Regions from separate parts of the Sus scrofa genome. Here region 2 is linked to region 1. A link is a contact called in public HiChIP or PLAC-seq data. All regions are on one chromosome and are shown on one strand. The core of a region is the stretch at or near the end of the contact, and the rest is flanking DNA. Distances in the headings are between cores, read along the strand shown.

Region 1 (3,366 bases), core at 288-2,787:
GTGTGGCCCTAAAAAGCAAGTGAAATAAAATAAACAAAAAATTTAATAGCTCAAATATCATTATGTATAATAATAAAAATTTAGCAAGCTTTAAAACAAAACTATCCTTCCTTTTTCCTACTAGTATAGATAAGTGTTTCTTAATTTGCTTATGTTACTCCTACTGACTGACTTTTTTTTTTTTTTTTTGTCTTTTTGTCTTTTCTAGGGCTGCACCCGTGGCATATATAGGATCCCAGGCTAAGGGTCCAATTGGAGCTGTAGCCACCAGTCTATGCCACAGCCACAGCTACACGAGATCAGAGCCTCGTCTGCAACCTACACCACAGCTCACAGTAATGCCGGATCCATAACCCACTGAGTGAGGCCAGGGATCGAACCCGAAACCTCATGGTTCCTAGTCAGATTCGTTAACCACTGAGCCACGACAGGAACTCCCTAGACTGACTTCTGATAAAAAGAACAGTATTTTAGCTTGCTACAGTGTAATATAGAACTATGCACAAGTGTATTCTTATTATTTTAAAGTTATTTTTTGTTCTTTGATCGCTACCGATTATTCCAAGTACACATAATTAGATACCAGGTATAATGAACAGTACTGAAGATGTTATTTAAGTATGGTCAAGGATCTCCTACGATAACCTTATGTTCAAATGGTGGACTTGGAACTACTGTCTCCTGCCTAAGCAGTGGGATTTTTATACCATAAAGAAAAGGCTGGCAGGTAAGGAGTTTCTGACATTTCAAATAGCAAATATCTCTTGTTACCTGCAAAGAAGTTGATTACAAAATTCTTACCATTTTGATTGCAACTTCCAAACCAGTGTGAATGGACTCAGCTCTGTAGACACCAGCAAATGATCCTTTACCAAGCAGATTTCCAACTTTAAAATCCTTAAAAGTCAAAATTAAAGAATGTGTGTGACAACTTTCAGAAGGAGAAAGGGAAAAAATAGGAAGGGGCTGGAAAAGAAGAGAAAATGGATCAAGAGGGGAATTTGCATTCAAAATTCAAGCAGATATTACACCTCAATACAGCAGGTGTCTGGGGTGGAAAGCATGTTGATGCCTTGCAGGTCTCGCTGAGCTTCCAGGCTGGGCTCTAGATAGAATATCCTAAGTCTGGCTCCGCAACTTCAGTGTAGCCTCAGCACCCTCCTCCCACCTCCAGCCAACCCCCTGAGAGCTGAGCGCCTGAAGAGAATCCCGCCGCAGCTCCCGCCGGAGGTAACCGCCATCCCCTTGAAAAAAGGGGAGACAGTCTTGCTCTGCTCTAAGCGCGGCAGCTGGAGCGGGATCGCAGACCAGAAGCCTTGGAGTCTAGGAACAGAAGGGCGGAGCTGCGAGCAACACACCTGTCTCACCGCCCCCGCGTCTGTGAGGGGCGGGCCGCTCCGCCCTTAAAACAGCCGGGCTCCCGGCGGTTGGGACCCTCCCAAAGCACCTCGGCGCCCGCCCCGCGGCAGTTAGCTTCGCCCGATCCCCTTCCAGCCAGGGTCTCGAGTCCCAACACTCCGACTCCCACTCGCCCTACTGAGCAGTGCCGAGTCTTTTCACCTCGATCTTCTCCCCGATGCACGTCGCCATATTTCTAGGTCCCGGCCCGTGCTTCCCGGATTAGCTCCCTTCACGAAGTCTTTTCGAGGCAGCGCTCCAAGCAGCCAGCGGGTCTTGGCGCCCATCAGGCTCGGCTCTCTAGGCCGCCGCTCCTGGCGACGACAGTACAGCCACGGAAAGGTCTCCCAGGCACCTTCCGAGGACTGGGTGGCGCCTTCGCGCTCCCATTTTGAAAAACTCCCGCCGGTTGCCGTCAAGGGAGGTTGGAGGTGACGTAACGAGACGGGTAGTTGCGGAGAGGCTGCGCCGGGGCGCGCATGCGTGTTAGGCTCCTTCCCGGCTAGTCTCTGGACCGAAGACCGGAAGTGCTTCTGCACCTTACAGCTTGGAAGCAAGAGTTGGCATTCTAAGTTGTGGAAGACCTGCGCGAGACAGTAAAAAAGGCAGCCTGAAATATGAGGCATTTACAACCGGTCAGTTATTTACCTCACTGTCTGAAAAGCTACTTATTCCAGTTCTGTAAAGGGTTTACAACGATAATTAAATTTCAAATGTTTAAACTTGGTGGAACAGCACAAGGGAAAAAAATTACCTGATGTAAGCATTCCATTACTCCCCAATGCTTACTCCAGTTTTTCATAACTGTAAAAAATGTGTAAGGTGCTTAAAGAAAATAAACTGGGAGTTCCCCTCGTGGCTTAGCGGATACGACTCTTGACTAGGAACCATGAGCTTGCGGGTTGGATCCCTGGCCTCACTCAGTGGGTTAAGGATTTGGCATCGTGGTCACCTGTGGCGTAGGTCGCAGATATGGCTCGGATCCCAAGTTTCTGTGGCTGTAGTATAGGCCAGCAGCTGTTCCTAGCCTAGGCACCTCTGTGTGCCCAGGGTGCGGCCCTGAAATGACAAAAGACAATAAATAAATAAGTAAATAGAAAATAAACTGTATTTTGGTAAATAGTAAATATATGTCATTTGGATAATAACTCACATTTAAGAGATCTCACACACGTGTTAATAGACTGGTCAAAAAAGACCTTTAAATTTGGTACGATACACTTTATCAGATGATAAGATTGTTGTATTCAACAAGGATATGTAGCAGAGAACTACTTCAAAAACTTTCTAAAGGGAAAGCTCTTTTCTTTACATTAATGGGTATATTAAGTTTGTCTACCTTCAAGCTGTGTAAAAACCCTGTTCAGAGAAAAATCAACTTTTCCCTTCGTTTCTGGAAATACTTCTTTAAATGTTATAATGCTTGAGTACTTGGTTCCAGTGTCCAGTCTTCCATTTATACTTGTTTTTGCCATTACATTTTCAAAAGTTCCTATAGTTTGCTGATATTGTGGGGTTTGGGGGTAGTGGTGGTGGTATCTACGCTTTATTGTTAATATCAGGTATTATATCGACTTTTTAAGACAGTATTTCTAGGGCAGTTTAAAATTTACAGCAAAATTAAGTGGAAGATATGGAGAGTTCCCATATACTCCTGCCACCTAAACATGCATAGCTTCCCCAAGTATCATCGTCATTCACCAGAATGCTACGTTTCTAAAAATTTTATTGGAGTAGAGTTGTCCTACAATGTTGTGTTAGTTTCAGGTGTACAGCAAAGTGGATCATTTGTACATTACCTATATTCATTCTTTTTCAGATTCTTTTCCCATATAGGCTATCACAGAGTATTGGGTAGATTTCCCTGTACTATATGGTCAGTCCATGTTACTTACTGATTTTGTGTGTAGTAGTGTATATATGCCACTCCCAACTTCCCAATTTATCCCTCCCCCCACATTTCCCCTT
Region 2 (3,366 bases), core at 542-3,041, 88 kb before region 1:
ATTCTTTTTGAAGGTGGGCTGGTGATGAAAAGCATAGGTTTTATAGTAAGGAGTCCTCTGTTTCTTGGATTCAAGATCATTGCTTATTAGAGGTGTGACCCTAGGCAAATTATTTAATCTCTTACTTTCAAGTTCCTTGTATGCTTGAAACAATCCCACCTCAGAGGATTGTTGCAGGGGTGAAATGAGGTAATTCAATAAGTATTCATTCAATGTGCATTTGTTTAGTAATCATTATGCTTATGCAATATTGGTTAAAGTTCCTTAGTTAAATATACATCTGTATATTTGCTACAACTCCAGAGATTTTTTTAAAAAAGAAGCCAAAGACACAGTAAGCCAACATTATGGCAAACAAACAAAAAACTAATTTTACCCATGTACTTCTTGGACCAATCATAGGAATCTGATATGTTTTTGTTAGCTGTTACAAATTTGCAAGACTGAATCCAAGTACACAAAGTTAGGTCTGTATTCAGAAGATAATTCTGTACTAAGAGAAAACCTATTTCAAGTTTAGCTGTTAAGTCAGTGGACTGTATCTAATAGACTACACACAAGGTTACAAACAAGACAAAGATCAAAAGTGATGGCTTATACCATACAGTACATAACTAGTATAGGGCCTGGAATAGAGTAAGTGCTCATTTTGATCGAAAACAGTTTAATTTGGGTCCCAACTCGGCCATTTTCACACCGAGTGACTCTGGGTAAGTTATTAACTTTTCTGGGCCTTAGTTCTCTGTAAATTATAAATGTGTCTGCTTTACCTATCCCATAGTTGTGATCAAATGAAATCACATAAAGATGTATCTAGTGCTAACTATGACACACATGACTACTGCACCAATTAGCTTACAAGTCTGCTTGTAGAGGTAAGATGTTAATATGTAAGCACCAGAAAAGAAACAGCACCTCGATCTACCGAAAACAAACAAACAAAAACAACCCATAACCTATTTTCTAAAAATATTCTCCTTGTGATGAAAAGAGCTGGCCATTGTCAAACTTGTGCTGTGCCTTTTCTAACCTCCAGGTTACAGCAGCAGGCTCTGCTGATTGGTATCTTGCAAGGCTGAAAGCCCACAGTCCACGCAGGCGGCGGTGGGGTTCCAATTTGGGGATCAGCAGGTTAGGAGGGGCTGGAGGACCCCCATCTTCAATCCAGGTCTCAACAAGGCACTATGGGTAAGGGGCCTTTGCAGTTAACCAGGCGAGATAAAGCACAGCGCGTCACCACCTCCACTTTCCACAGAGGGGAGAGCCCGCCAGCCCACCTCACTCGGACCCGCCCGAGCACTTCCACCCTCCCCAGGGCTCCAGACCCCCGAGTCTCCCGCCAAGCCTTGCGCTCTCAGCCCCTGACTCCTGGCACGTAGGCAGCGCTGCAAGAGGCTTGGGAAGCGCGGCCTGGACTGGATACATACTCACTGGCCGCTGGGCGGACGCCTGCTATCCAGCTAGCCGAGACTCCCTGCGCCACCGATCTCTCCCGGGACTTGTTTTCGGGCTGAACCGCAAGCGCAGCTTCACCACACTCTCCAGGAACTGAGGTGCGAGAGGTAGCGGACAGGGAAGCATAGGAAGGCATACGAACCCTGGGCGGGGCGGCTGTTTGGATACGCCCCCTCTCTGGCTCTCCTTCAGGTCGTCCCTGGAGGCGGAGAGGCGGAAACGCCAGGAGGAGGTTCAGACCTCAGGACCCACCCCTTAACCCTGTCATCTCCACGGCCCCGCCCCGCCCTGTCTTCTTCGTGACCCCGCCTCTGACCTGGCACGCTCCGCCCACTTCTGGTTGTCGGGTGCGCATGCGCACTTGCGGGCCTGTTCTGACACCTTCGGGCCTCCTGGAATGGGAGAGAGTAGGAGGTGTCGCGAGAGTTGACCTCTAGCTTTGTGGGAGCTTTAACTATGGCGAGCTTTGGGGTCGGGGCTGAACAGGAGCCCCTCTTAGGAGACCATACACCAGGAAGCAGGTGAGCGGATGTTGGGGGGAGGCCATCTCACCCTCCTGCGCACTTGGGACTTACGCTTTTCCTCGCGTCAGCCTTAGCTGGTGCAATGAGGGGTGCCTAGGCGGCGGGAGCCGCGGCAGGTTGGGCGAGACCCGGAGATGCGCTTCTACTTCAGAGAACCCGCGTCCGGCTCGGGGGCGCCTTGAGTTGGCGGGTTGTGGTGAAGGGGTTATAGAAAGGCAGATAGCCTCTTGGACCTTCACAACAGTTATGCAGCAGCCAAGCAACTGCGCTCTGCATTTGGCCCTTTATTTTTTTAAGTTTTGCATTTGACCCTTTACAGAACTGATCACTTTACACATTTCATAAAAGTTCGAAAATGATGGTTTTAATAGGTACTTGAAAATAACTGGTCTTAGTGTTCAGTTAATTGCCTGCTAACTTCTTGATACTTTTTTAGCAGATAAACCCAAGACGAACTCACTTTTGTCCTATGCCAAATGTATAAATACTTATTTTTAAACAGTTAAGGGACGAAGTGTATTTTGACCCTTACTATTCTGATTATTCTGGTTCTAGTTTATGGACTGTGATTCAGAATTGTTATAGTTTGTTTCTTACTAAACAGTGAAGTATTTTCACCTTTAGGAAAACGGAGCTAAGAATCATTTTAAACATAATTATTAAATCAAGTTAATTAAGTCACAGCTGAACTTCAGCTGTCTCTGATTCTGTTAATTTTTTGCTCGTTTATCTCTCTTAAGCACCAAACCTTTTTTAGAAGTCACTTTGAAACCATTTGGAAAATGTATTTCTCTGGTCCTTGATTTACTAAACAATATATGGAATGCAATTTTATTTACATTTTATCTTGAGATCATTAAAATGAATGCCAGTGATGAAATATGTTGTAGCAAAGTGACATCCAGCCGGCCTAAGGAGGCATTTGGGCCTATTTACTTCTATACTGATTTGTTCTACACTGCTATAATTTTCACCTATGCTTTTTAGTTTTTTTTTTTTTTTTTTTTGCCTAACTGTTCTTCATAGACTATTCCTTATCGTTTTTTGTTTATTATTATTATTTTTTAATCTGTTGTTTGTTTTACTGTCTGCAAACCTCTCCTCGCAACTTTACACGGGGTGTTCTGGTTTGCTGTGCCTTTGAAAATCATATATCTAACTAAGCTTAATAGAATTGTGGGTAGTTAGAACCTGGAAGTTGTGATTGAAAGATAAAAAGAATTCTCCTTTTAATTGAGTTCATGAGCTTGAGTGCATGGACTTTGTGGCTTTGGTTTTCTCACCATCTTTTTGGTCTTGCTATTTCTTGGTTTTCCAGATAGATTTCAGGATCTATCCACTGAGTTATGGTTAGGAGTTCCCGTCGTTGCTCAGTGGTTAATGAACC

The links. HiChIP or PLAC-seq counts read pairs in DNA pulled down with a chosen protein or histone mark.
Region 2: an H3K27ac HiChIP or PLAC-seq map of alveolar macrophages shows a contact between it and region 1. The contact joins the promoter of MFSD8 here to the promoter of PLK4 in region 1. A contact is called at or near these places in 1 of 5 promoter capture datasets (fetal liver), 4 of 47 Hi-C or Micro-C datasets (heart right ventricle, liver, mesenchymal stem cells and 1 more) and 2 of 2 datasets of contacts at active chromatin or transcription factors (alveolar macrophages and skeletal muscle).

What each region holds. Positions count from the first base shown.
Region 1 is chr8:97,011,480-97,014,845 of Sscrofa11.1, forward strand. It overlaps PLK4 (serine/threonine-protein kinase PLK4), which reads right to left and starts at 1,538. Exons shown (of 16, transcript XM_021101607.1): 1 at 1,032-1,538; 2 at 802-897. The coding sequence starts at 1,064. It overlaps LOC102167943 (a long non-coding RNA gene), which reads left to right and starts at 1,881. Exons shown (of 5, transcript XR_001298442.2): 1 at 1,881-2,033.
Region 2 is chr8:96,923,272-96,926,637 of Sscrofa11.1, forward strand. It overlaps MFSD8 (major facilitator superfamily domain-containing protein 8), which reads left to right and starts at 1,792. Exons shown (of 12, transcript XM_021101605.1): 1 at 1,792-1,976. The coding sequence starts at 1,912. ABHD18 (protein ABHD18) reads right to left here and starts at 1,591. Exons shown (of 14, transcript XM_013978904.2): 1 at 1,432-1,591. The coding sequence starts at 1,591.